Linked DNA regions of Mus musculus: regions 2, 3, 4, 5, 6 and 7 are each linked to region 1. A link is a contact called in public ChIA-PET, HiChIP or PLAC-seq and promoter capture Hi-C data. All regions are on one chromosome and are shown on one strand. Each heading gives the region's core, a stretch centred on a gene start, on an enhancer-like site or on the middle of the called end of the contact. The rest is flanking DNA. Distances are from core to core; before and after follow the strand shown.

Region 1 (3,810 bases), core at 887-3,386:
ACCACGATGGTGACATCGCACATGGTCTCTGACAGCCGGCACTTGTTGAGTTCCTTCAGCAGGTTGTTGGGGTGGTTGCTGCTTTGCAGTTTGATCCTCATGCCCATCTTAGCAGCTCCTAGGAAGATGCCTCTGTATCAGCAAGATCAATCTGTGGGCAAGACAAGAGAGCGACACATCCCTAAACCAGGGCTCTGTGCAGGAGAGAAATGCACGTTCTCAATGTGTCCTAGCTGAGGAGGAAGGAGTGGACAAGGAAAACTGAAGCAGAAGATAACAAGGGGGGTGAGTGGGGAATGACCTTCACCCTGCACAGACCCAACCACAGGATCATTGAAACAAAACGAAAAAGAGATGAGAAAAAAAAAATCAGTTAGCTTGGTCCTGAAAGTCTACGGAGCTGGGGCTGCAGAGACAGCTCAGCAGCTGAGATCATCTGCTGTTCATGCAGAGGACCCAGGTTCCGTCCCCAGCACCCACATGACTTTATCTCTAGTTCCAGGAGATCCCATACCTTCTTCAGATTTCTTCAGGCAACACACACACACACACACAGAGTACACTTACATTCACAGAAGCAAATACTCATCCACACAAAACAAAAACCAAATAAATCCTTAAAAACAAAATAAAACAAAAAGAGGCCAGGTACAATAGTAGATACCTATAATTGTAGCACTTGGAAGTCTGGGACGGGAATAACAGGAGTCCTAGGATAGCCTGGGGTAGAAAGCCAGACTGTGTGTTTTTAAAAGAGGGGAGTGAGCTATATGTGTCTAGCTAGGAGCCTTCCAACTGAATGGATGTTCAGCCCTCAGTACAATCCAAACAACAGGCTCGGGTTTCTTTACTAACTTCTTCCTAAATCAAGTTTTTCTTTCTATCATTAAGTCTATTCTCTTTCCTCACAATGCCAAATGCCAGGAATATACTTGAACTATTATCAATGCTCCATTAGCAGCTAAGGAAGAGGTAACGGTTGCACCTTTACTTGTCTGCCATAGCTGTCCTTTCCAGTCTACAAACAAACCTCTCAGCTCTTTTTTTCTTTTCTTTTTGAGATCTTATGTAGCCCAGGCTGACTTTGAAATTGCTCTGTTACTAAGGATGATCTTGATGGCATTATGATACTCCTACCTCCATCTCCCAAATGCTAGATTACAGATAAGAGCCACCACCAGCCCCACCTCAAAATCTCAAACTCTTGAATCCCCACCTCGCCCTTCATGGGATACTTGCCTATTCTCTGGTCCTTCCCAGACCCCTTCTGGATGCTAATTTCTCAAACGTTACTGTATTCTGTGGATGAAGCTAAACTCATAGCCAAAGCAAACACAACTGTGGTATGTAACATTACTTAGGTACGTTGTATCTGTCTTTACCAACTATACAGTAACAACTGGATGCCTTAAGCAAGGGAAAGATTCCTGCAAGCGTTTTTAACATCACTTTTCCCCCATCTCAGGTCTTGCACACCTCGGAGAAACAACTAGTCACATGCGTGTGCTTCGCACAACTCGCCCTGAGCAGCACAACCCTTTTCTCCATCGCACCAGGTTCTACCAACAATTCCCAACTTTTCCCGGGGGCCCAGCACTCGTCTGAGTATTGTTGGGTACCAACCACGCGTCTCCCGGGCCCTGGCGGTCACTCATCCACGGTGGGAGGCTCCGGGCACCCCATGGATATACAACTTGCAAGGAGTACGCCCCAACCAAAGGTCTGCCCGTGCCGCGGTCTCCCCGCGATCCGCCAGGGCAGGGACAGCACCGGGCTGGGGCGCAGCACCGCCGGGAAGGCGCACCTCGGTCGCCACAGACAGCGCGGGCTGCCCCCGTGCGACCCAGGCCCGGCGCCGCGGGAGCCGGCCGAGCGGAGGCCCGGGAGCCGCGGCCCGGTCGCCGGGAGGGAGGACAGGGCCGGCCGGGGACACCGGCGGGGCGCGCCCAGCCAGGGCGACAGAAAGGCCGAGCGGGAGTCCGGCTGGACCCGATCGCGCTTACCCGGCTCCGCGGGGTCCGAGCACCATCGCCGCCACCGCCTCACACAAAGGCCCCGGCCCGCCGTGCCCGGCCCGACGAGGAGGCGGCGCCGCCGGCCGCGGCCAGACTCTCCATCCGCCGAGCCGCTCGCCGCGCCGGCCCGGGCCGCCCCCGCCGCCCGGCCCGCAGCGCCCCCCGCCGTCCCGGAGGAGGCAGCGCCCCCCGCCGCCCGGCCCGCAGCGCCCCCCGCCGTCCGGGAGGAGGCAGCGCCCCCCGACGGCCGGGCGGAGCCACGAGCCCACACCAGCCCGCTCGCTGTGGCGCCTGGGGAGTGAAAAGCAGGTCCAACCAACCCTGTCCCCCAACAGCCTCGCAAAAATCTGTGTGCTTGTTCAGTTAATTTATGACTCCCGCGAGCTTTCTGAGGGCAGGGATCTGTGGTTTTGCCAGAGCTCCACTTTTGAGTTCTGCTTGTCACCTTGCCTTGCACACATATAGGCGCCTTCTAAAAACCTGTGTGCGGGTGCAGGTATGTGACTGTGCGGATGGGGGTGAGGGGGGCGGGGTCTGACCAAGCCAGCTCAGTCAGTCAACCGGGTCTCAAGGGAGGGAGTGAGGATTGCAAAGAAGAAAAAAAAATTGACAAAACTATAACATGACTCCAGCCAGTGCTGAGGCTGAGGCTGAAGCAACTTTATTTTTTTAGCTTTTATATCATTCTAGGTACATCCAAAAAAAACAAAAAACATGGTTCTTAGACCAAAGACAAAGTAATCAAGAGAAGTAGTAAACAAAGAGATCACACACGGTAATGATTAAGCATAGTAGCAAACAAAGCCCCACAGTCACCGTTTCTCACGTTCTTATCTGAGCCTACTTCCTTGTCCGAGCCCAGTGACAATGCCAAATTCCTGGAAGCAGCACCAGACACTCTCACCAGGGGTAGATGATTAACGAATGGAGTATTTCAGGTTAGATCCCCAGGAAGCTCTTCTGATAGCCCAAAACGGACCCTCCTTCCTGGTAGATGGCCAGATGGAGTCACTCTGTTACCTGGACCGTGGCAACCCAGGTGTCTTCCTAAACGGGTCCGTCCCCTGTCTAGAATTCCATCACTGGCCTCCTCCCTTCTCCTGAATCTGCTCATCAAATGATCCTGCTCAAGACTAGCCATAAAACCAAAGCTCCCCTGCCTACGTCCTTACACAGCCTAGACAGCCCAGGCTGGCTCCTTCCCATCCTGCCTCGCCTGCCAGCCAGGCACAACTCCAGCCCAGGCCTGTGTCTCATGGCCAATTCCAGCCTATCTGTCCTCTCTCTTTCATATCTGCCATAAAAGCATTCCCTTTGTGGGCTGGGGAGCTGGTTCAGAGGTTAAGAACACTGGCTGCTCTTCCAGGGGTCCGAAGTTCAATTTTCAGCAACCACATAGTGGCTCACAACCATCGCTAATGAGATCTGGTGCCCTCTTCTGGCCTGCAAGCATAAGTGCAGGCACAATGCTGTATACATAATAAATGTATTAATAAGTAAATCTTTTAAAACAAACAAAATCCTCCCTTTTAGCCATACCAGGGAATGACTATGTTGTCCATCCACACGAAAGTATCAGAAGGTCAAGGTCACCCTCAGCTACATAGCAAGTTTGAAGGTAGCCTAGGCTACATAAAAGCCTGTCTCAAAAGTTTTTTTTCTGTGTTATTACCCACTCCTGGGTTCCTAAAACGTGAAAGGAATTGGACAGTGAAACGAGGGTGATGAGTGACAGGAGATGCCTCTCAGGTCCGACCTTTAATTTAGAGGAAGGCACACTCTGTGGCATAGCATT
Region 2 (3,810 bases), core at 684-3,183, 800 kb before region 1:
GGCGCCTTGGGGTACAAGAAAGTCTAGATCACATAAAGACTGAATCTGGAACAGATGCTCACAACTTTAACTCCAGTTCCAGGGGAATGATACCTTCTCCCAGCCTCCTCAGGTACCAGGCATATATATATATATATATATATATATATATATATATATATATATATATACATATACATACAAGTACATTCTGCTAGGTTTCTGCAATTAATAAGCAATGGGGCCAACATTCAATTAGGCAGGCTGATTCTTCTTTTTTTAATTATTTATTTATTTTATGTATATAAGTACACCATTGCTCTCTCTCTCTTTTTAAAAACTTTATTTATTTTATGTATGTGAGTGAATGAAGATACTGTCTCTGTCTTCAGACACACCAGAAGAGGACACCAGATCCCATTACAGGTGGTTGTGAGCCACCATGTGGTTGCTGGGAGTTGAACTCAGGACCTCTGGAAGAGCAGTCAGTGCGCTTAACTGCTGAGCCATCTCTCCAGCCCCACATTGCTCTCTTCAGACACAACAGACAGAGGGTATCAGACCCCATTGCAGATGGTTGTGAGCCACCACGCAGTTGCTGGGAATTGAACTCAGCATCTCTGGAAGAGCAGTCAGTGCGCTTAACCGCTGAACCATCTCTCCAGGCCATGGCAGACTTGATTCTTGACTGTAATAAACCTATATAGAGTCATCCAGGGCAGCAGCACTATCCGACTGACAGTAGCTTTTAAAAATGAGCACAGAAGAACGCTTCATCAAACCTTTGAAAAGGAGTACAGAAGAAAGGTTCATCAAATCCTGTTTCCTCTTCCGTCTTCCAGAGTGTGCTGAGATCAAATACCACCTCCAACCCCGTGCTTCCCGCCGAAGTTTATACACACAACCAGGAAGTGTAGGTACTCAGTTCAAGCCTTGGTCATGAGACGCGGCCTATTACAGTTTATCACCACCAGGTGGCGCTTAAGGCACAAAATTGACAACAGATGGGGCCCCACCCTGTTTGTGCGGTTAAGGCACAGCACCCCGTGGCTCCTGAATCCGATCTGTGACAAAACCGGCCTGAAAAATGTTCTGTGCACCATATAATAATGTCTATGTGAAGGTCTCATGATGTGGTGGGTCGAGGAAGAAAAAGTTAGAAATGCATGTACCTCCGGAGCTCAGCTGGTCTATTCAACAAGAGCCTTTTCTTTTACTGAGGTGTGGTACAAGTTTTGGTGTGTGGGGAGTCCTTCAACTAAGGAAGTTCCTCACATTGCAGTGATGGTAGTCCCAGCAAGCAGATCACCCATCCTCTTCTGTTTCTACTTGCTCACATGTGTGAATGTGGAGAGCCTGGGTAAAAGAGAGAATTGTGCTCAGGAAGTCTAGATCCTGCCAGGCCTGGGGCAGCAGAGAAAGGGAAGTAAAACTTAATATTACTCTTTGATGCAGAATAGATTTTGAGTCTTGTGTTTTTCTGCTTAGCAGGGGAAGTAGGGTTGGTTAGAAGAGAGAGATTAGGTTTGTAGCTGTGCGTCTTAGTTACTGTCCTATTGCTGTGAAGAGACATAATGACCAAGGTAGTTCCTATAAAAGAAAGCATTTAACGGGAAGCTTGCTTACAGTTTTAGAAAGTTTAGCCTGGGCTGGAGAGATGGCTCAGCTGTTAAGAGCACTGACCGCTCTTCCAAAGGTCCTGAGTTCAAATCCCAGCAACCACATGGTGGCTCACAACCATCTGTAATGGGATCTAATGCCCTCTTCTGGTGTGTCTGAAGACAGCTACAGTGTACTAACATATAGACATATATGTAATAAATAAATAAAATCTTTTTAAAAAAAGTTTAGCCCGTCATATCATGGAGGGTTGGCAGCCCTTGAGGCTGGTGCTGGATAAATAGCTAAGAGCTACATCCTTCTGTGTAGGCTTGGCATGGACTTTAGCACTTTCCAAGTGCATCTTCAGTGGCACACTTCCTCTAACAAGGCCACACTTCTTAATCCTTTTCAAGCAGTGCCACTCCCTGGTGACTAAGCATTCAAATCCATGAGCTTATAGGGCCATTCTCATTCAAACAGCACAAGCTGGTGATTTTTATCTGGCTTGGAGCTGTGTTTCCTCAAAATTGCTTTAACCCCCACCCCCACCCCCTGCAGTCCACCGTCTCTCTCCCTCAGCTCAGCCAGGACTTTGGCCCTGGGTCTATTAGGTCTTGGAGGACCAGGAGATGATGGATAACTCTGGAAAGGTCAGGCAGCTCACAGACACTTGTCATCAGGTAACCCAAACTGACCTTGAGTTTCTAATCCTCCCACCCCTACCTCTTGAGTACTGACTGAGATTACAGGTGTATGCCACCACCGCACCTGGTTTTATGTGGTGCTGGGGATGGGACCCACGGCTTTGGGTACGCAGGGGTCTTAGTTTGGGTTTCTATTAATGTGACAAAGTACCATGACCCAAAAGCAAGTTGGGGAAAGGGTTTATTTGGGTTACGTTTCTACACTGTAGTCTATCACTGAAGGAAGTCAGGGCAGGAACTCAAACAGGGCAGGAACCTGGAGGTTGGAGCTGATGCAGAGGCCATGGAGGGATGCTGCTTACTGGTTTGCTCAGCCTGCTTTCTTATTGAATTCAGGACCACAATCCCGAGGATAGCTCTACTCACAATGGGCTAGACCCTCCCCCACTGATCACTAAGTAAGAAAATGTCCTGCAACTGGGTCTTATAGTGGCATTTTCTCAATTGAGGCTCCATCCTCTGATGACTCTAATTTGGGGCAGGTTTGACATAAAACAAGTCAGTTCACCAGGCAAGCACTCCACTCACTCTTCCCTGTCAGTTTGATCAGAGAAGTCATGGACCCATCAGAGTTGGGGCTCCAACCAGCATATGTTCTGCAGAGAGGAGGATCACCACAGAGGGAATGTCCTACTGTCTTCAAGGGAAGCCATGTGGTCAGTGAAAGGACAGGAACCAGAAACACCCAAGACCAAGTTCTCAACACAAAGGAGATTTATTTTTTATTTTGTAAAATATGTTATCTTTTTTTTATTAGATATTTTCTTTACTTACATTTCAAATGCTATCCTGAAAGTTCCCTGTACCCTCACCCTGCCCTGCTCCCCTACCTACCCACCCCCACTTCTTGGCCCTGGCATTCCCCTGTACTGGGGCATATAAAGTTTGCAAGACCAAGGGGCCGCTCTTCTCAATGATGGCCGACTAGACCATCTACAAAGGAGATTTATTTGCCCCAGAGGGACAAAGGACAAAGGACTGTCTCTGGATGGAGAGGAGACAGACATGGCCCGTAGGCAAATGGCAGTTCAGAAAGGGAAAGGGAGAAAGAACCTCATGTTGGGTGAGTTGGTTAATTTTGATCAGAAGTGTTGATATGGGTAGCAAGGGGGTTTCTCACTACTGGACTTAATGCTTTGGTAACTGGACCTTGGTGTTTTGTCTCAGGAATGTGTCTGTGGCCAAATAAGGGAATGTACCTTGGGGGCTAGCTTTAGGAATGTAATCTTAACAGTTTAGCAAGGCAAAGGGAAGGGAGGAAGGGGGAGACCTGACAGAGCCATGTTTGCCAGTCTTGGGGCTGCTCCCTTCAGCCAGCAAGACCCTAAACTGTTTCAACAGATCCCACAACTGGTAGGAAAAAGAACTAAAGGAAACAACAGACTCTTCCCCAAATTCTTACAAGTAGCACCTGAGGACCCCAACTGGCCACAAGAAGAACAAAATGTGTTCATTTTGTGGCCACTTATATGTTCTTAAACACCCAAGGAAAATGTAACCAAAACAATGTTACAAAATTACCAAC
Region 3 (3,810 bases), core at 616-3,115, 680 kb after region 1:
AGGCATGAGCAACGATTTTGGCTCTGATTTATTTTATTGTGGATATTTGTTTTGTTTTAATGGAACAAGGTCTCATATAGCCCAGGTTGGTCTTGAAATGGACACGTAGCTAGCCTCAAATACTTGATCCTCCTGCTCCATCTCCCAAGAACTAAGGTTAAAGGTATGCACCACTTTTTTTTTCTTTTCTTTCTCTCTTTTCCTTTCTCTGTCTTTTCTTTCTTTGAGACTGGATCTTTCTTGCCAGGTAGCCCAGGCTGGCCTCAGACTCTGCAATGTCCACATGCTTGGGTTCTAGACCTGAGCCACCACACCCAGGCTAAAACTATTTTATTACCTGTTTTGCTGTGTATTCCATTCTAACTTCTTACTTTTCTGGTCGACAACGTAACAGTGATGGGTTATGGTGGCACATGCTTTTAATCCCAGAGGACTGGGGCAGAAGCAGGTGGATTTCTGTGAGTTCATGCCAGCCTAGTTTACTTAGTGAATTCCCAGCTAGCCAGGACTACAAGTTGAAACCTTGACTGAGAGGGGGTTGGGGGAGGGAATGTATATGAGAATGTGAATGTAAATTGAGGATTCATGTAAATCACAGTCAAGCACCACACCACAGAAGGTGTGCATCAGACACATCTCCTGCTGCTGCCTCGATGCTTCTTGCCTTGCCAACAAGAGCAGAAAGAAAAAAAAAAAATCCAGGCCTAAATTGGCTAAGGGGCTGGAGAGGTGGGTGTTTCTTTGGCTATGTTCCTAGGGCTGTTTGGGTTTTTTAGCTGTCTGTGAGCGCATTCAACTCCCAACACAGGTACTCCCTGCTTCATTTTGCCGCCCATAGGACCCCACTGCAGCTTCCTGTCCTTACAGAAGCTATCTTCTTTGTCTGCTTAAGTCACTGACTTGCGCCCCCACACCCCCTTCATTCATCTGTCCATCCACAGCAACTAGATGCTGTGCCGAAATTGTCTTTGCAGCCACTTTCCATTGAGGAGTCTTAATTTGGCAATCTGTCCCTGGTTCGACTTTTCAACTTGCTCATTCCCTCCCTTTTCTGTTAATTACTCTTTTGCTAATTAATTTTTTTCTCAGTGTCTTTGACCCAGTGGGCTCTCCGGGAATCCCTTTCTTTCCTTCAGTTTCACAAAGGGGCTGAGAGGGTGGGTGTAAATACAAAGCAGATCAAAAAGCTGACAGGCCCAGCAGTAGCACTAGGGGTCAATTTAAAACAAAGATTTAAGCGTGCTTGTGTGGCTTTCGCTTCAGAGCAGTGGAGCTGAGGGCAGGTGGGTGTCATGAAAGACACGCCCATTCCTCGGGCATCCTTTCTGCTCACTCGCCACCTTCACATGCTAGAATCAATCGCTTGCTTCTCACACAATCTGACTCCATTCCTGCACACCAGCCAGCATCTCACAATCCCGCACCCAGCACCCTTTACCATCTTTTGTGTGTTGTTAGGGTCCATCCTCACCCTCCTCACACCCGACTCCCTGCAGAGCTTTCTTTGCACACGCCCATTATGCATACACCTCTGTGCCCCGTTACACCTGCAGCCTTCGAGGACTCAACTTCCATCCTCACCCCCACCCGCGCGCACACACCTATTCTTCCACCCCGGTACACACTCCCCTTCGTTGGCCACTCCTCTCCCTCCCTCCTCCCGCGTCTCGCACACTCGCCCCGCCCCTGGGGACACCTGCTCGTGCTGGGCAGGGCGGGGATGCGCAGCCGCGGCCCCTTCTCCTCCGCTCCCCCTCCCCGCCCCACCCCTCCCTCCATCCCTCACCGGCTCCCCGGCTCCCGCCCCGCCCGCCCGCCGCTCCGGGGGGGTCTCCGCCGCCGCCGCCGCCGGAAGGAGCCGCCATTTGCTACCGCCGAACGCACGGGCCGAACCGAGCCGGATCCGGCAGTCGGAGCGGGACTGGGGCCGAGAGGACGACGATGGGGGGCGGCCCCGCCGCAGGAGGACCGGGGCGCATAAGCCCCGGTGCCCGGCCGGCTCCGGACCCCGACCCGCGGGGCGCGGCACCCTGAGCCCCCTCCCCGCCCCCTGCCCCTGCTCCTGCTCGGGCCATGCCTGCCCACCCTGCCGTCCGCGGGCTGACGGCCCTCTCGGCCCCGCGAGCCCTGGTGCCCCGGCGGCGGCAGCAGTGAACAGCGCTTGCAGGCCGCGGAGACCCCGGCCCGGTCCTGCGCTCCGGCGCGCGCCCCCTTCCCGGCCTGCTCCTCGCCCCTCCCCCCGCCGCTCGGGAGCCCCCCTCGCTCGCCGCCCCCCGCCCCCCGGCGCCCGGACGATGCTCAAGTCTCGGCTCCGCATGTTCCTGAACGAGCTGAAGCTGCTGGTGCTGACGGGCGGGGGGCGGCCCCGGGCCGAGCCGCAGCCCCGGGGGGGCGGGGGAGGCGGCTGCGGCTGGGCGCCCTTCGCCGGCTGCTCCGCCCGGGACGGGGACGGCGACGAGGAGGAGTACTACGGGTCGGAGCCGCGGGCCCGGGGCCTGGCCGGCGACAAGGAACCGCGGGCCGGACCCCCGCCGCCGCCCGCGCCGCCGCCGCCGCCCCCAGGCGCGCTGGACGCTCTGTCGCTCAGCAGCAGCCTGGACAGTGGGCTCCGAACCCCCCAGTGCAGGATCTGCTTCCAAGGCCCGGAGCAGGTCAGGCCCGAGCACCTGGCTGGGCGGGGAGGGTGGGGGCGCGTACCTGGGGTGTCCGCGGAGACCGGGGCAGGGGGCGGGGCCAGGGGGAGCTGGGCGGGACCCAGGACCCGAGTGGAAGTGGGGTGAGGTTGGCCTGGCTGGAGACTCCTGGAGTGTGTCAAGGTTGGGGCCGGGTGGGTGGGGGGTCAGGGGCTCCCAGTCGAGGTAGGGTTATTCTCCTCGGAGGGCTCAGAGTCTCTGTCACCCGATATCAGACAGCTCTTAGCACCTGCTCCCCTCACCTTAGGGTAGCCATTAGCCGAGGGAACCTATTTTTTGGAAGTGGGCAGAAAGGAGAGTACATTTGTTCTCACCTTGAGGGGAGGGGCCAGGCAGGACCCTGCTCCTCTCAGTATTTCTCCCGATGAGGCAGTTTTTGCTCCCGTCTTGCAACTTATCCACTTCATTCTAAAGAGCCTTCTTTGTTTAATTTTATGGGTAAAGTTGTCCCGGGATAGTGCCAGCGGGCATCTCTGTGCAGCGAGAAATGACTGTCTGACTAAAGGGGACCATGTTCCACTCCTGCTCCCAGAGTGTCTCCCCATTTTAGCGTGGACACCACGATTGGTTAGCCATCCCAGCTGGCACCAGATCTATATACTGGAAGTACTGTGGAGTGGATGAAGGGATGCCTAGCTCAGCAGCCCAGCCTCTCTCCTCCCTCCAGGTCCTAGGCAGAGGTCAGCTCTTTAGGATGTCTTAATCACCTTTCCGATTTCTAGGAAAAGGGAAGACTCAGGCTTCCCTCTCCCTCTCGTCTCACCTTTGATCCCTTCGGTTGGAGAAGTTTTTCTTGAGCTGTGACTTCTTACTTTTGTGCTGTAGCCTTAGCATCTTGCCCTACTCTGGGTGGAAAGCCCTAGTTTTTAAGTGTAATAGTATGACTGACCCGAGGAAGAGGTTTCCTCTCCAGGAGTGCTGCAGAAGGGGTCCGTCCGGGTGATGACTGCTGACAGGCGCCCTCCCCTCTCTTCCTCCAGGGGGAGCTCCTGAGCCCTTGCCGCTGTGACGGCTCAGTGCGTTGCACACACCAACCCTGCCTAATCCGCTGGATCAGTGAGAGGGGCTCATGGAGCTGTGAGCTTTGCTACTTCAAGTACCAGGTCCTGGCGATCAG
Region 4 (3,810 bases), core at 354-2,853, 630 kb before region 1:
TGTGTGTGTGTGTGTGTGTGTGTGTGCATGAGAATGAGTATGTGTGTGTGCATGGTGTGTGTGTGAGAATGTGTATGTGTGTGAGTGTATAAATGTGAATGTGTGTGTGTGCATGAGAATGTGTATGTATGTTTATGGTGTGTGTGTGGGTGTGGGAGACGCACATGTGTGTTGTGTGATGTGTGTTTAGCTGGTTCTCTCCATGGGGGCGGGGGGGGGGGGGGGAGTCCTGAGGATTGAATTCAGAGCAAACTGGGTGGCAAGCACCCCTACCCACTGAGCCATCTGGCTAGCCTCGTCTTGACTCTGAGTCTATGACCTTATTTGTGTAAAGCATTTGACTTGTATCACAATGTAGCTTTGATTGCCTGTCTTCTTCCTGCCAGCACATTTCCTTTGTCAGGCAAAGCTCGAATCAATGTGGGGAGCTTTAACCCAGCGTAGGGAAAGCAGAGCTTGCTCTGTGACAGTCGGGAGAATTTTGCTTGCTCTTGCACCCGTCTAGGCTAATCTCTTTCTAATTTGTAGTTTATTTCTCTTCTCTCTTTTTCCTTTGGTCATACTTTTCCCAAGAGCGCTTGTTTTTTCCTTGAATCCTGGGACGTAGTATTCACCTTTGGGCTTTCTGCCTGTGATGTCTCGTCCTCCATTGAGTACACATTTTTCCCCGACAGTGATGGTGCTTTTTTCTAAAAGTAAATTTTGGCTAGTAGTAGCTCACACCTGTAATTCCAGCAACTGGGAAGTGGCAGCAAGAAGGTGCATATGAGTTCAAGGTCAGTGCAGGTTACAGAGCAAGATCATGACACCCCAAAGCCCTCCTGGAGAGCATGCATGTCTGTAATCTCAGCAGCTAAGAGTCAGGACGATATCCAAGAGTTCCAGGGCAACCAAGCTTATATAGCGAGGGCGTCTCAAAGAACAAACAAACCATGTCTTATGTTTGGTTTGGTCTGACAGTAGGGCTTGCTTCTTGTTTAGAGCTGGCTACTCTAAAACTGGGTAGGTAGCCCAGGCTGGCCTGGAACTCGTGGCAACCCTCCTGCTTCTGCCTCAGACTTCTTTCCATAAATATTAGGGAGGAAATTCTGCTCCTAGGGACGTTCATGAAGGAGCACTGCAAATTCAAGGCCTGAATTGTCTTGTCTCGAATAACGAGAAGGGGAGGAAGGGGGAAGGGCGTGTAGATCTAGGAGAGATTATACAAGTCAGCCCAGAACTTGCAAAGTTAATATCCTTTTCCAAAGACATAAACCGGCAGCAGGCACTGCAAAGGCCAGTAGGATGAAAAGAGCCTCTCCTTCTAAAGGGCTCTGAGAAACGTTCCTCTGGACATCGACAGCCATCTGCCGTTGACACGCCCACGACGTCGCCTCTGCGTCTACGTATCAGGTCCTGTGACCACAGACTCGCCAAGTAGTTTGTGCCAGGCGATCTCGCTCCCCCGAGCCATCTCTGCAGCTCCTCCGACACGCACCCAGCGCCCTTTCTTTCACGCCAGAGGTGTCAAAGAAACTACATCTCCCGACAGGCAGCGTTGTCCCTTCCTTCCTCGCGCTCCCTCCTCCCGATCCCTGGCAACGGCGTGACGTGAGGGGACCCAGAGCTGCGGTCACCGCTTCAGTGACAGCCTATCCGGCGCGCGGGCCGGAGCAGGGCGAAGGCAGCCGGAGCTCGCGCCGCCCTTCCTGCCCGGCCTCCCCTACAGCTCGCCGCCGCCGGGAGTGCCAGGCAGGGGCGCGCGCATGGCCTCTGCGGGCGCGCGGAGGCTCCCGGCCCCGACGCGCGCGGCCGCCCGGAGCTGCTGCGGCTTCTCGCTCTGCCGGGGCGCGCGCTCCGTCCCGACCCCGCCCCCGGGCCCTCCGCGGCCGCCGCGTCCAATGAGGTGAGAGGCAGGCACAGACGTCCGCGCAGGACCGGAGGGGGTCGCCCGGCACCCCGAAGTTCAGCGGTGGAGGGTGGCAGCCCTTAGACGGCAGGCCGGAGAAGGGCTGGCATTGGTGGTGCCCTGGGAGTTCGAATGGAGTTCTGGAGATACGCGTACAAGCTAGATGCTCGGGGCGGGTGCGTGCCAGCCACTTCTTGGCCTTCGCCGGCGTTCTGGCTTTGATGTGCCTGGCCTGACCCTGGCGTCAGAGATGCTTCAGTTTGCTTGCAGCAGTAGTGTTGCCTCAAAGGCAGCTGGCACTTAGGACGTGCCCTTCTTTTTCCCATCCCCACCCCTGGCCCTGTCCTCAGCCGCCCTCGACCTTTCGCACTCGTGACTGCCTGGCCAGCCAGCCCAGCTAGCTGCAGCAGGTGCTAGGGGCAGAAAAGCTTGCCCGAACCAACGACCTTCCTCTGTGATGCATCCCTCTTCCCCTTCACCTGAAGTGGTTGAATACAAAAAAAGAATCGTGACGCTGCCTCTCCTTTCTTTTTGGCGCTAGGTTTCTGATTTCCTGTAATCTCTTCTTGCCTCGCGCTGCCCAGGCCTTGGCAGCGGAGGCTGGCCTACCTCATAGTCGTTCCTTCATGGGCTTTGCTGCCCCCTTTACCAACAAGCGAAAGGCTTACTCGGAGCGTAGGATCATGGGGTGAGCATTCCTTTTTTTCCCCTTCAAATAAATAACCATGTACCAGTAGTGGGTAAGATTCATATTGGGCCACTTGTCTCCCCAGCAACGTTTTCGCTGCCAGCCTTTCAACCTAAATTTCCCACCTTAGTTGTTCTGCACGTGTATTAGTCTAGAATTGTGTTACATCATAGAAAGGTAACCGACTAGGTAGTACAGCCTGTAATCTAAGCTTGAAGCTTCCACGGACTACATAGCCAGAGCTGCATCATAGGTATCTCACACACACACATTTTGAGACAGGCTCTCACATAGCCTAGGGTTGGCCTTGAACTTGATATACAGTCAAGAAGACTTTGAACTTATATCTTGCCTCCACCTACCTCCCTAGAGCTGAGATTATAGACATGTGCCACCATGCTGCTGTTTTTCTGCAGTGCTGGGGATTGAACATGCTAAGAAACCACTTATTACAGGACTTAATTAAGTCACAGCTTTTTGTTATTGTTGTTTGAGCCAAGGTCTCAAGACATACCTCTGGGTATCTACCTTGGAACTATGTAGTCTAGGCTGGGCTAAAACTCAGAGATCTGCCTGCTTCTGCCTCCTAAGCACTGGGACTAAATGGACTTTACTGGCTACCAGGATGTCAGGCTTTTGTTTTATTTTGATAATCGGTATCATTATTTAGACTTGGCTGGCCGGTCTCCCAAGTGCTGAGATTAAAGGCGTGCACCACCATGTCCAGCTATAGCAAAAATGCTTTAAAAAATTTAAACTATAAGGGACTGGAGAGTTGGCTCAGTGATGAACACTCGTTGCTGCAAAGGGTCGAGTTTGTTTCCCAGCCCCACCTGGAGGCATACTGCAACCTCAAGCGGGAGCATGTTTGATACACAGATAAACATGGAGGCAAAACACTCGTGCACATAAAATAATGAAAAAAAAATTTTTTTAACTAAAAATATTGGGGCGGGAGGTTGGAGAAATGGGTTAATGTCTAGGAGCCTGCACTGCTGAGTTTAGTTCCTAGCACCTACACTAGGCAGCCTGTGACTTCAGCTCCAGAGGATCTTGTGTCCTGTTCTGGATTCTGTGGGCACCTGCACTCATGTGTACATCCCCTCCCCAAAACATACACATTCATTTTTTTAAAATTTGGTGGTGGTAGAAGCTTACAACTTTAGCAGCCCTAGGCAGGAGGATCCTTATCAGTTTCAGCCCACTAACCTGCACTGCAGGCTATAAAGTTAAA
Region 5 (3,810 bases), core at 569-3,068, 580 kb before region 1:
GACTGGGGATGAGGAGAAACAGACTAATCAAGACCTAACTTCTACAGCAGAAACAATTAATTGAGGTTTGGGGCAAAGAAATACGTGGTTATAACTTTCCAGGCTCTTCCAGATAGGCAGAACCCAACTGCTCTGCTGTTTGTGTACTAGGATTACAGGCATGCAAATACCATAAGTGGCTTAGAGCCCAGTCCTTCTGATACACAATCAATGTTCTGGCTCCTTGGTTGTTTGTTTGTTTGGTTGGTTTTTTGAGATAGGGTTTCTCTCTATAACAGCCTTGGCTGTCCTGGAACTCTCTTTGTAGACCAGGCTGGCCTCAAATTCAAGATCAGCCTGCCTCTGCTGGGATTAATGATATGTACCATCACACCAGGCTGTTTCTTTTCTTTTCGAAGACAGTACCTAATTCTATGGGGTAGACCAGAACTAGAACTCAGAAAGATCCTTCTGGTCCCGCCTCTGAGGGTTGAGATCATTATCATTACAGGTCGAATGACTTCCTGCTTTCTTCTCTTCGAACAAGTTCATACTCTAAGCCCGAGTGAGCTACTTTATTTGAGGGATAGTAAATTACCTCCACAACTGACTGGCTGCCATCTGGATTGATTCGGAAGGATCCCATCTGAATGGTCTTCTTGGGGTCCACGCGGGCAATTTCCCACTCTAATTCATCCACCAGAGCCCTGCAAGCTGGTGTCAGGGAAGAGAACAGGGAGTGGGGATGGTGAGGGGAATGAGGGTTTTTCTATCCATCCTTGTTCCAAGCTTTGGATCTCATGACTCCCACGGGTCATCTTCCTCCCACTTCTCCACTGGTCTTCGTGCTTTTACCTCCACAGTGTAGATCTTGGCTCCTTCGAGCCCAGGCAGTTCCCAGCAGGACCCCCAAAAGTAGGGCTAGCCAACCCCAGCCTTTCATCTTTAGTGTAACAGGGTCGCTCCACCTGGATTTGTATGAAAATGAAACACAGGTGTGAGGAGAGCGATCCATTTCCCCCATGACCGTCACCCCTCATTCCAAGGCCTTCAGAGGCCTTGGTGTGATTCGGATTGTTTTCCAGGAAAAAACCTCGTTACAAACACCCGAGGGACCGGAGTTCGGGATGGGGGAATAGGGAGTGAGAGCTCGGGACTGGGACTCAGATCCAGAAACTATGTCCTCCACAGGTGAGGGCCTGGGTTTTGATACTTTGAGGACACTGAGGACTCACAGAGCTATGCAGTAGCTTTGAGATGGAGGTTATCGATTACGTGAGAATGACGGGCAGAAAGGAGCTGCCAGCAAGGAACCAGTCAGGCCATGAAGCCAGCGAGCACACTCCATAACCAGGGCCTATGTGGACCTAGCACCAAGGGTTCCGGAATCCCCATCTCTAGAATGTAAGTAGCTCCCGTGCAGACAGACCAGCCCCTTTTGTAAGGACTCCGCCATCGCTTTGCTCGGGTCCATTCCCAACCTCAGTGCGCCCACAGCCTCTGACGCTCGCATCTGTCCCACCTCTGCTCCCACGGCCGCCGCCGTGGCCCAGGCTCTGGAAAGCAGCCGGACTCTCACTTTGTTTTCTGTGGGTCCCAACCCTAGCAGCTGGCTGGGAAAAACGGGGCTGTCCCGGCTTCTCCAGAGCGCTCCGGCTCCCGCCAGGTTCAGGGTGGCCAGTGACCGCCTGGCCCAGCTTCCCGCACTTAACTAGGCACCTAAGCGGAGATCTGAGGGTCCCGTGCGAGCCCCCCACCGAAACTGACCCTAAGCCCGCCCCTCCAAACTCTCGCGCGAGCAGGCAGCTTTAGGAGCGCCTCCGAGGCAGCGAGGACCCCTTGGAAGACTTGAGGACCCAGACTTGCGTGGCGAATTGGTTCACGTGACCAACCAAAGAACAAAGGTAGCCTAGCTTACAGTGAGGACCGAGCGCATGGGGTGCCTGGGGAAATTGCATCAGTCCAGGTGGGCTAGGACTTGCAAACAGATGCAATTAGTAGTGGGAGAGAAGCCTAGGTTTCAATGCACAAAGATTTCATGATACAGCAAACTACATTTCCCAGGAAGCACTGCAGTACCACTCTGCCAGTAGCTACAGGTCTTTTTCTTTCTTAAAAAAAAAACAAACAAACAAACAAAAAAACTAGTTTTTAAAACAACTTCCTTCTTGTACCAAATTAATAAATGATCGTCATTAGGTATGTATTGGGTAATATCATTTTTGGTATTATCTGCCTTTTCAGGCAGGTTCTTGGAGATTTCTCTTAATTTATCCTCTGAGGATGGGGGTGTGGGTTATATTACGGTCAATATTCTTCTTAGCTCTCACGCTGTGAATAGAGCAATTCCTCTCTGAATTTTCGGCACACCGCAGGTACTGTCATGAGTGAAGCAGTGTCTTGCTATGTAGCCCAGGATGCCTTGAACTCAACTCCCCATCGCAGGCTGGTTGGGGACTGTGGTTCTCAACTGCTCCGCTGTTAGGATAACAGGTTGACACCACGCCTTAAGGTCTTGAGATAAACTGGGATTTGTGATCGCTTTATGTATTTAGGGTGCTAGGCAACTACAGCAAAGACCGAACACCGTCCAGGGGAAGAACAATTATGTTCCTCCTGGTGCCCGGCATGGTGGCGCATGCCTTTAATCCCAGCACTTGAGAGGCAGAGGCAGGCGGATTTCTGAGTTCTCGAGGCCAGCCTAGTCTACAAAGTGAGTTCCAGGACAGCCAGGGCTACAGAGAAACCCTGTCTCAAAAAACAAACCAAAAACCAACCAAACAAACAAAAAAACAAAAAAACTATGTTCCTCCTGGATCCATTCATTCTGGGACTCAGAATCTTCATTTCTAGGTGTGGATCTGAAAACACAGTTTTCATTTTCTCATTGTTTGGTGAAGTCAAATCAAAGAAAGAAAGAAGCCAAAGAATCCCACACTAGCGGTTTTCTAATGAGATAAAAATACTTTTATTTTATAAAACATGCTGTTTTAAGCAAAATTTTTAAAAAATAAAACAAAACTCGAGATAGAATGTATGGAAGACAGATACTTCTCAGCTGTGGTCAGGAATGAAGCCAGTAGCTCAGCTTCCTGCACACCGGTTTGATTGGCCCATTGAGACTCTACAAGCTGGTCCACCCAGCCACCGTCTCTCAAGCAGCTAGATGCTGGAGCTGCCTGGGTCTCTGTACCCTGTGACTGTCCAGGACTTCAGTTCTCTAGCAGACTGGGAACTGAGAGTTCTGGTTCTAGAGCTCTTTTGTACAGATATCAGTTGCCCAGGATATTTATTACGAACACCAATCACTCCACCTGGGTCACTTTAGGCTTTGTTTCTGGCCCACTGTTTTGCAGAGGATAAAGGGGGAATCTGGCAGCTAGAACCTTTGCAACAATTTTGCTGCTTTCCAGTTCTATTAATAGCACCATCTGTAGACCCTGAGCAGATCCAGTTCTGGAAGTGGACAGGGTAAAGCCGACTTGAGAAGCCACCTCTCAGTTCTGGGGACAGCACTGAAAGGGAAGGCAGCTCACAGTGCCAGCACTGAGAAGACAGCTGCATCTGTTAGGAGACAGAATCACGGAGACCAGGGTGAGCAGAGGAGGCACCAGGACACTCACTATACAGAAAGAGCATGAGGGAAGTAGGGCAAGGCATGGACATTTCCCTGAGCAAGCGGCTACACCAGTGTCTCTCTCACTGACTATTGGAAACACTGAGTGATGTGTGAACTGTCAGACACTTCAGGAGCAGGTAGGGGTATTATAATCTGAGGTGGTGGTATACAAGCTCGACATATGCCAGCAACACCTACCCAGCCCAGTTTCC
Region 6 (3,810 bases), core at 656-3,155, 570 kb after region 1:
GGGGGTACTGTAAGGGGGAGTTGGCGGGAGCTATCAGCAGCTGGTCAGCCAGGGACCGGCTCCTGTAGTGTAGAGGTGATAAAGGAGTCAGTAGGAGAGGAGCTCTTTCTTCCAACGGGGTCACTACGACACCACTGGCCTCCCTGGGAAGAGCTGGATCCTCCTCTCTCACTGGTACCTTGCAAGGAAGGCCTGGTATTCCTGCTCCCTGGCGACAGAAACAGCCCTCAGCTCCTCAGCGTCAAAGGCTTTAGTGAGGTCAACCGCCCGAACCTGTCTCAGAAAGGGCAAGGGAAGGCTTCCTCCCTTGGATTCACAACTGCAGTTGTTCTGAGCCAGCAGCCTAAAGGGAGGAGAAGCGGCTTCAGAGTCCAGGTAGGTACCTAAGCTCCATTTATCTCACAAAACGCACAGCGCTGCACACTTTGATCCCTCAACTCTGCCCACAGGTGAGAGACAGCTTATCCCTTAAATCTGTGCGTTACAGAGGTGCGAACTAGGGCCAATTACTAGGATGTCTACGTAGCCGCCATCCAGGAACCCTTCTGGAATCTCAAGTCTAAATCAAGACAGCAGGCAGTCTCCGGGTGCTCTTTTGCCTGTACATCCTCCCACACTCCAGTGGCGGCGACAAGGTTGAGGAGGATAGATTTGCCGCGCCCCTGTCTCCCCCCCAGTTCAAGCTTCGGTAGCCCTCTCCACCTCCCTGATAACTGCACCCAACCAGTCAGCAGTAAGCAGCGTCCGAGTCTAGCACTGGAGGAAACAAAAGCTCCCCGGCCACCCCCTCCAGCATGTTCTGCGCTGTCGCCGCCGCCACGCCGCGGTCCGCACTCACCCCACCACTTGCTCCTTGATCCTGACCGGGATGTGTGCGTAGCGAGGCTCAGGGGCAAGGTCTAGCAGATCGAGTCTCGGGGGACCTTGTGGGGGCGACCACAATGCCAGAGGGTTCGGGAGACTTGGCGCGTTTCGGGTGCTGGAGTACAGGAGACCCAGCGAGGCGCAGGCGAGCAGCAAGACTAGCGCATAGAGGGCCCGGCGGTCTAGCCGCATCCTGATATGGGGGAGGGTGAGAGGTGACCAGGCTCTCAGAGAACGTGAGGGCCGGGACTCTGGACCCCGCCGCCTCCGAGGCTCGCGCAGGTACCCAAGGCCAGCCATCTCCGCTCCGCACGGCGCGCACCCCTTCCCTCATGCTCACGCCAAAGGTCTCCCGGCCTCCTTTCTTCCGCCTCTCTCTCGCCTCTGGGCTTCCGCATACACCCAAGGCTTGCCGTGGTGACATGCAGTATCTTGGGTGCGCAGCCCTCGGGGACCCCACCCCCACCCCACGGGCAGCAGCCGGGCCAGGGTGCTGCGGAGGGGCGGCTGTACTGCACCTGGCGGGTCAGGGAAGGCACGGTGTCGCGCCCGCGCTCGCGGGTGCCCGGCCTCGGTGACCCTCGGGTGGCCTCGTTGAGCCACGGGCACGATGCGCGAGGCCAGGAGGACGCCGCTCCTGCCCACACCTCGGCCGCCGGGCGTGCCAGCGCACTGACCTGTCTAACGTTCTAAGGCCGCGGCAGGATCGCGGTCCGGGCAGTGCCCGGTTCTCCGCCCCGGCCGGGGGGTCCTCATGAGGCCGGCGACGGCCTGATGCGGGAGCTGGGCGGGAGGGAGCCCGACAGTGTCGGGGATCCGACTCCTCCCGCCTGCGGACTCCGGGGCTTTGTAGACCGCAGCGCGGGGGTGGTTCTGAACGTTTCCTGCCGGGGTGAACTGGATCGTAAATCCGCCGCGCCCCAGCCCCAGCGACAAAGCGGGGAAGCCCTGGCACCGCGTCGCGCTCCCAGGCAGCCGAGGGCTCAGGCCTCCGCCCGGCTCTCACACCGCAGCGCAGCGCCGCTCCCGGGCTGGCTGCGGCACAGGCTCGGGCTCTGAGCGGGGATGGCGAGCTCCGCGGCGCCGTCTGGCGGACGCGGAGAAGATTGCTTAGGCGATGAGCCCTCCCGGGAAGGTCCCCCCTTTTCACATCCCTTCGTCCCCAAACCGCGGTGTCTAAGATGCCAGTTCCCGGTCCCCGCCATTTCCCCACTCGTTCACAGTGTAGCCCCAGGAAGGGCGATTGGGTTCAGTATGCGGTCTAACCTCATTTCAAGGAACACTTGGATGGGGAAGATGAAATAAATAAAACCAGCCAGCCCTGGAGGTGAACACTGCCTCACGAGCAACAAAGACAGCGGCCTCTCTCTGACCTCTTGGCTCCGAATTCCAGCCATCAACCGAGGCAAGCCGTTACTCAATGGCCGGCCTACTTCCCCTAACTGCTTCTTGGTACAGACTTGAAGAGGAACCGCAGAAAGTGGCCAGATGGACAGTGAAGTAGGCCATAGGTGGCTTGATTCCCGACACTGACCAGAAACAAAGTCCTGTGGTTCTCAGAAGGATCAAAATTGAATAGAAAAATAGGTAAAACATAATGAAAAATGTGTCTGGGGGTTGGGGCTGTAGATAAGCAATATTGAATGAACTGTGTGTGTGTGTTGGGGAGAAGAGGGAAAACCCACCCTTAAACCAGAAGTTTCAGATCAAATGCTAAAAGTAGAATTACAAAACCTTTAAAATAAATCAAGGGCTTTTTTTCCTTTACAGTCGGAAGAGATCCCCTAAGCAAGAGGCGAAGGGAAATATTAGTAAACCTGTCTATATAAAACACTTACTGGAGAGATGGCTCAGCAGTTAAGAGCACTGGCTGGTCTTCCAAAGGACCTGGGTTCAATTCCCAGCACCCACATGGCAGCTTACAACAATAATTCCAGTTCCCGGGCGTCTGGATACCCCTTCACAGACCCACATGTAGATAGAATATTATTGTAAATAGGAATAAATTTATTTACAAAACACTTGATAGACATCGGGTGTAGAATGCAAAGTTAGGTTTTTATTACTGTGCCCAAGAACTCCGTGAATCAAAATGATCTTTGTAACCGGTCAACTCCCTGCCCGAGGACAGATACGCCACGATTCTCTGGAAGCTGTTACCCGTATCAGATAGCAAGCCACATGCGTTCACTTTTCTAGGGGATCACAGGGAGTTGAGAGGTAGGTAGGAGGAAGTATGTCAGGATGTATGCTTGCTTCCATCTGACCAAGGCATAGCCTGTGAGTTAGCCCTTTATAATCACCTGGCCATTGTAGCTGGTGGCCATTTTCTAGGAACCCTGGAGTGGACTGGCCAGAGTCCATCATCCTGGCTAGTATTAAAGCTTGCTTCAAATTTTGTTCAAAAATTGTGGCAGTCATCTTATTCTTGACTGGTAGAATCAAAACCGACGTGGCGCATGCCTTTCTTAACACCGTGGAGTCAGGAGCTGAGGAGTTAGCAGGTTTGGTCTGGTCTAAGTAAGTGAGACCCTGTCAGAAAGCCAACAGTTGGGTTGGGGGATATGGCTTAGTGGTTAAGAGCTTTTCTCCCTCTTCTAGAGGACCCAAGTTTGATTCGAAGCACCCATGTTGAGTGGCTCATAACTGCGCACTAGGAGACTTTGTGCCCTCTTCTGGTCTCCTCAGGCTCTCTCTCTCTCTCTCTCTCCCCCTCTCTCTCTCTTCTCTCTCTCTCTCTCTCACACACACAGCACACACATGCAGACACACGCACAAGTGTTGAAGATTAACCTCATTGAGAGAATGGTATTTTGAGATTTTTCATATATTGTTTCCCTACGCATGGAAATATCTTGTGAAGCACACACACACACACACATATGTTCTTCATACATGTGCGTACATGTGTCCGTGTGTTAGGATGTGGTGGTTTGGATGAAGAGG
Region 7 (3,810 bases), core at 515-3,014, 530 kb before region 1:
AGAGATGGGGTGGGGGCACTGGGAGAAGGGAAGGAAAGGGAGGATATGGTCAGGATGTATGAGAGAAGAATAAATAAAAAGGAAAAAATAAAAATCTTACTCTTATTGTACCTAGAGCTGAAAAGCTTAGAAGAAACACAAGTGTTCTTTAAAGGTCACATGATTCTACTACAGAGCAAACATTGCCACCTAGAGTCCAGGCGTTGACTTTCTTTCCTTAAAGGCAGGAATGGAGAAGGGAAGAGATTGGGCAGGAGATCCAATTATTCTCCTTCTAAAAATTTTATTTTATGTATATGTTGGATGTTTTGTCTGCATGTTCACCCACAGATCAGAAGCGGCATTGGATCCTATAGGACTCTAGGATTATAGATGGTTGTGAACCACCATGGCTGGGAATTGAACTCAGGACATCTGGGAGGGCAGACAGTGCTCTTAACTGAAGAACCATCTCCATAGCCCTGATCCAATCTCTCTTCAAACAAAATGTTTGTTTTCATTTTAGCTTTCTTGCAATCCTTGATCCTCGTGCCTTACTCTCTGTGAAAGCTTTGGTTGAGCTACAGCTCCAAACGGGTACTTGACTCTTTAAATTATATGCCTGTATTGCTTCTAAGAAACAAAAACTTGACGGGTGGTGTTGGTGCACACCTTTAATCCCAGCTCTTGGGAGGAAGAGGCAGGTGGATCTTTGAGTTTCCAGGACAGGAGGGCTACACAGAGAAACCCTGTCTCAACCCTCACACCCAAAGTCTGCCTAAGTGAACTAACTGCACGTAGGCTATAGGGGCTGCAACAAAGTACTTTCTCTAGTTGGCTTCACTCTCCGATATCAGTTTTGCACTGAATAAGGTTTTCTGAAATAAACTAGACTTTGTGTGTAACCTTAAGCAAACAGTTTCACCTCTAGGACTATAGTTTATATGTATTATATGTATATAATATATATATATACATATGTGTATATATATATATTATACAAACACACACACATAATGATCAAGGATGTCTTTCTTATTTATTTATTTATTTGTGCAAGGATCAAAAATTATGTAAAGGGCCTCGAGAGATGGCTCCATGGTTAAGAGCACTGGCTGCTCTTCCAGAGGACCTGGGTTCGGTTCCCAGCCCCCACATGGCTGCTCACAACCATCTTAACTCCAGTCCTAGTAAATTCGGCCCTCTTCTGGCCAATTCAGGCACGCACCTAGTACATAAACACAACATGCATACAAATTTTAAAAATATAATAAGGAAGCAAACAAATAAGTAAATAGATTCGCAGAGCAGAGGTTAAAGCTTTGGCTTATGACAAGGATCATAATGGGTACATAGAGCAGCTGCAAGGGTTGCGGAGGAGTTTTGGAAGGAAGTCGACAGGGTTGAGAAGTAGAACTGTGCAGCGGTGCAGCATCCTGCAGGGTGTTCGACTTCAGCCAGAGAGCAGAAGCCTTGTCTACAGGGGCATCACCCGGGGCAGCAGCCCTTCCCGGGAACCGGCTGGCACCTCCGCCCCGCTCCGCACACCCTTTCGGGGCCTGTACCTTCTGAGGGTCCAGTGCCGCTCCTTCCAGTGCTCTCGCTGCAACTTCCAATTCTCCAAGCGGTTCAAGGACCCGTTTTCCACCCTCCCCCGACTCCGGCGGACCAAGATAGCGAACAGCGGAATGGGTCACCCGGCTGGCGGAATGGATCACCCGGCTGTGGACGCTCGGCGTTCCGGGATCGGTGGGGCGACCGAAAGCTTAGCCACGCCCTCCCCGCGTGTCACTCTCATTGGCTGAAACACAACCCCGTTCAGCGCTGGGCTGGACAAGCTGCTTGAAACCACACCGCCGACTTCAGTGATTGGCGGAGAGGGAGAAGCTCGTTAGTGCCCGCTCCCGCCCCCCTAGTCGGGCGGAGCCCAACTAAAGTCTTAGCCAGGAATTCTAGCAGCTGATTTACCCGAACCGAACCGTGAGTTCTAGGGAAAGGAAACTGAAACCAGGGTGCGTGAAGGCACCTAGGACTCCATAGAAAGGGTGGGACCTGCGTCCCTTAGGATAGGGAGGGAAGAGCTGAGGTAATAAGGTATTTTTGAGGATATGAATGATAAATACTGTGGGTTCATGATAACGCTTTTTAATTTCTATAATCACTTGTTCAGGTGGAAGTTAGCCAGCCCCATTAGAGTGTAAAAATCTAAGTTTCAAGAAGGAAATTACTGGCAAGCGATGACAGTATCCCAAACCATCCACCCACCCATCCATCCATCTACACTTCTCTTGTCAGAATTTTCCACTTATTGGTTGTTTTGTTACTATCTCTTGTACGCCAAGACACCATAGTTCTTTAATAAAGGCCACTCCCAGTTAGAAGTTGTACTTTCAACTTCTGACACAAAATTAGACATGGCTATTTCTTCCACAACACCGATATCTGTGGTGGCATCCTTTCCGGTCTCTGGCTGATGGGTGGTCACCTCTGGCTGAGGGGTGGTCACCTCTTTCTCATCATAATAATACTGGATCAGCCGCTGAACCCCAGCCTTCATCGCTGGCTTAAGAGCAGCCGTGATCACCGCACCAGCTGGGCCCCCTGACGCGCCTACCATGGCCATCAAGAGATCATAACCCAGATCTATGGCCCCATCTCGACCTCGTTCCTTGGCCTTGTCAGAGCAGTTCTTAATGGCGTAATACAAAGCTGTGCCTAGGTTGTAGTAGGTGCCTACTGCTGGTAGTAGGTCAACCACATTGTGGACACTCTGTTCCTGATCATTGTCGCAGTCTGTGTTGGAAATCGAACGTTTGGCCCTCTTTGGACCTGGCTGCTCCCAGGCTAAGAGCTGCAGAGCAGAGGACAGGGCATCCACAGACACTTCCCGGTCTGTGTGTCCACTCTTCTGGAGCTCCTGGAGATGGTGGATGAGGGCTTGTGTAGCCTCCACACCTCCTAATCGGTAAAGCTGAAGCTGAAGAGCCCAGACCTCAGCCTGGCAGCCAGCTGCCTCCAGAGCATTCCTTAGAGCCAGGCCTACCAGGAATTTGGAGACAGGGGGCATGTAAGTGAAGCCAGGCAGGGACTTGGGGAGCAGCATCTGGCAGGACAAGGGCTTGTCTGAGGTCTGCATCTGGTATCCCAACTTCGAGGGAGGGAGCACCGTAGAGACACTGGTTGCCTCTCCGTGTGAAGTGGCATCCACAGGACACAGCAGGAGATAGCAAAGCAGCTGGATTGACATCAGGATGAGTCGGAGGCTATGCATGTCAGGAGCTGAGCACCCTGGAAAAAGGGAGAACCCCAAAACATGCAGACCATGTCTTTGAAGGTTATAGTCTGCAGGGAGCCCAAGATTCAGGGAACCCCCAATCTACCACCTACCTCCAAGCTTATGTTCTGTTTAGCAAAGGGGTAAGGATATGGGAAGTGCAGCACAATTTCTGTCATTTCTAGGTCAGAGTGACCTCCCCATTTAATGCCCACCCACTTATGGGGGACCCAGATTACCATACAGTCCGGCCATTGAGAAGTAAGAGTCCCTGGGTAGCTTCGGTAGTTCCACAATCCTGCTCCTGTTTCTCTGCCCTATGAATAGGAGAGATATTTGGGGCTGCTGAGGTGAAAGGGGCTGGGCCAATTGCTAGAGCAAACCCATCAGCCCCTGTGGTGCAGATGAGGCTCCCAATGTTGACATTGGCCAGGGCCTTTGCAAATAAGCCAGGGACAGAAAGGTTCAACAGTGAGGACATTGATCTTATCTTCCATGAAGGTCACCTGGCTTTAATTTGGGACAAGGACAGAGTCTACTGAGGACTGCCACGTTTA

What was found. Promoter capture Hi-C pulls out the DNA fragments that hold promoters and counts their contacts. ChIA-PET counts read pairs in DNA pulled down with a chosen protein or histone mark. HiChIP or PLAC-seq counts read pairs in DNA pulled down with a chosen protein or histone mark.
Region 2: a promoter capture Hi-C map of pre-B cells shows a contact between it and region 1, with 2.6 times the contacts expected there. The contact joins the enhancer-like site here to the promoter of Zbtb39 in region 1. A contact is called at or near these places in 6 of 39 promoter capture datasets (the HPC-7 cell line, cranial neural crest, embryonic stem cells and 3 more).
Region 3: a FOXA1 HiChIP or PLAC-seq map of pancreatic cancer cells shows a contact between it and region 1. The contact joins the promoter of Marchf9 here to the promoter of Zbtb39 in region 1. A contact is called at or near these places in 1 of 39 promoter capture datasets (embryonic stem cells) and 2 of 115 datasets of contacts at active chromatin or transcription factors (pancreatic cancer cells and regulatory T cells).
Region 4: a contact with region 1 is called in a promoter capture Hi-C map of liver, with 2.8 times the contacts expected there. The contact joins the promoter of Coq10a here to the promoter of Zbtb39 in region 1. A contact is called at or near these places in 10 of 39 promoter capture datasets (cranial neural crest, embryonic stem cells, hippocampal neurons and 4 more).
Region 5: a contact with region 1 is called in a FOXA1 HiChIP or PLAC-seq map of pancreatic cancer cells. The contact joins the promoter of Cnpy2 here to the promoter of Zbtb39 in region 1.
Region 6: an RNA polymerase II ChIA-PET map of memory CD8 T cells shows a contact between it and region 1, with 12 read pairs. The contact joins the promoter of B4galnt1 here to the promoter of Zbtb39 in region 1. A contact is called at or near these places in 2 of 39 promoter capture datasets (embryonic stem cells and pre-B cells), 2 of 484 Hi-C or Micro-C datasets (both in embryonic stem cells) and 2 of 115 datasets of contacts at active chromatin or transcription factors (memory CD8 T cells and pancreatic cancer cells).
Region 7: a promoter capture Hi-C map of pre-B cells shows a contact between it and region 1, with 2.9 times the contacts expected there. The contact joins the promoter of Stat2 here to the promoter of Zbtb39 in region 1. A contact is called at or near these places in 6 of 39 promoter capture datasets (cranial neural crest, embryonic stem cells, hippocampal neurons and 2 more), 1 of 484 Hi-C or Micro-C datasets (embryonic stem cells) and 1 of 115 datasets of contacts at active chromatin or transcription factors (embryonic limb bud).

What each region holds. Positions count from the first base shown.
Region 1 is chr10:127,737,856-127,741,665 of GRCm38.p6, reverse strand. It overlaps Zbtb39 (zinc finger and BTB domain containing 39), which reads right to left and starts at 2,136. Exons shown (of 2, transcript NM_198035.2): 1 at 2,004-2,136; 2 at 1-151. The coding sequence starts at 107.
Region 2 is chr10:128,533,599-128,537,408 of GRCm38.p6, reverse strand. No RefSeq gene overlaps it. Among named protein-coding and RNA genes, the nearest start is that of Esyt1, 9.6 kb to the right of the region's middle. Within about 2 kb of position 1,933, at least 173 of the 459 cell types and tissues checked have an H3K27ac peak or open chromatin away from gene starts, as enhancers often do. A contact at or near this core is called in the HPC-7 cell line and pre-B cells, where this site is marked.
Region 3 is chr10:127,058,239-127,062,048 of GRCm38.p6, reverse strand. Marchf9 (membrane associated ring-CH-type finger 9) reads left to right here and starts at 1,865. Exons shown (of 4, transcript NM_001033262.2): 1 at 1,865-2,651; 2 at 3,674-3,810. The coding sequence starts at 2,295.
Region 4 is chr10:128,366,773-128,370,582 of GRCm38.p6, reverse strand. It overlaps Coq10a (coenzyme Q10A), which reads left to right and starts at 1,603. Exons shown (of 5, transcript NM_001374700.1): 1 at 1,603-1,885; 2 at 2,430-2,576. The coding sequence starts at 1,746.
Region 5 is chr10:128,320,467-128,324,276 of GRCm38.p6, reverse strand. It overlaps Cnpy2 (canopy FGF signaling regulator 2), which reads right to left and starts at 1,818. Exons shown (of 6, transcript NM_019953.1): 1 at 1,502-1,818; 2 at 835-947; 3 at 578-693. The coding sequence starts at 922. It overlaps Pan2 (PAN2 poly(A) specific ribonuclease subunit), which reads right to left. Exons shown (of 26, transcript NM_133992.3): 26 at 2,919-3,543. The coding sequence ends at 3,512.
Region 6 is chr10:127,163,251-127,167,060 of GRCm38.p6, reverse strand. It overlaps B4galnt1 (beta-1,4-N-acetyl-galactosaminyl transferase 1), which reads right to left and starts at 1,905. Exons shown (of 11, transcript NM_008080.5): 1 at 1,542-1,905; 2 at 839-1,057; 3 at 179-343; 4 at 1-62. The coding sequence starts at 1,056. It overlaps Gm51819 (a long non-coding RNA gene), which reads right to left. Exons shown (of 3, transcript XR_003949045.1): 3 at 3,378-3,396.
Region 7 is chr10:128,268,452-128,272,261 of GRCm38.p6, reverse strand. It overlaps Stat2 (signal transducer and activator of transcription 2), which reads right to left and starts at 1,764. Exons shown (of 24, transcript NM_019963.2): 1 at 1,545-1,764. Apof (apolipoprotein F) reads right to left here and starts at 3,563. Exons shown (of 2, transcript NM_133997.3): 1 at 3,493-3,563; 2 at 1,012-3,267. The coding sequence starts at 3,250. The coding sequence ends at 2,303.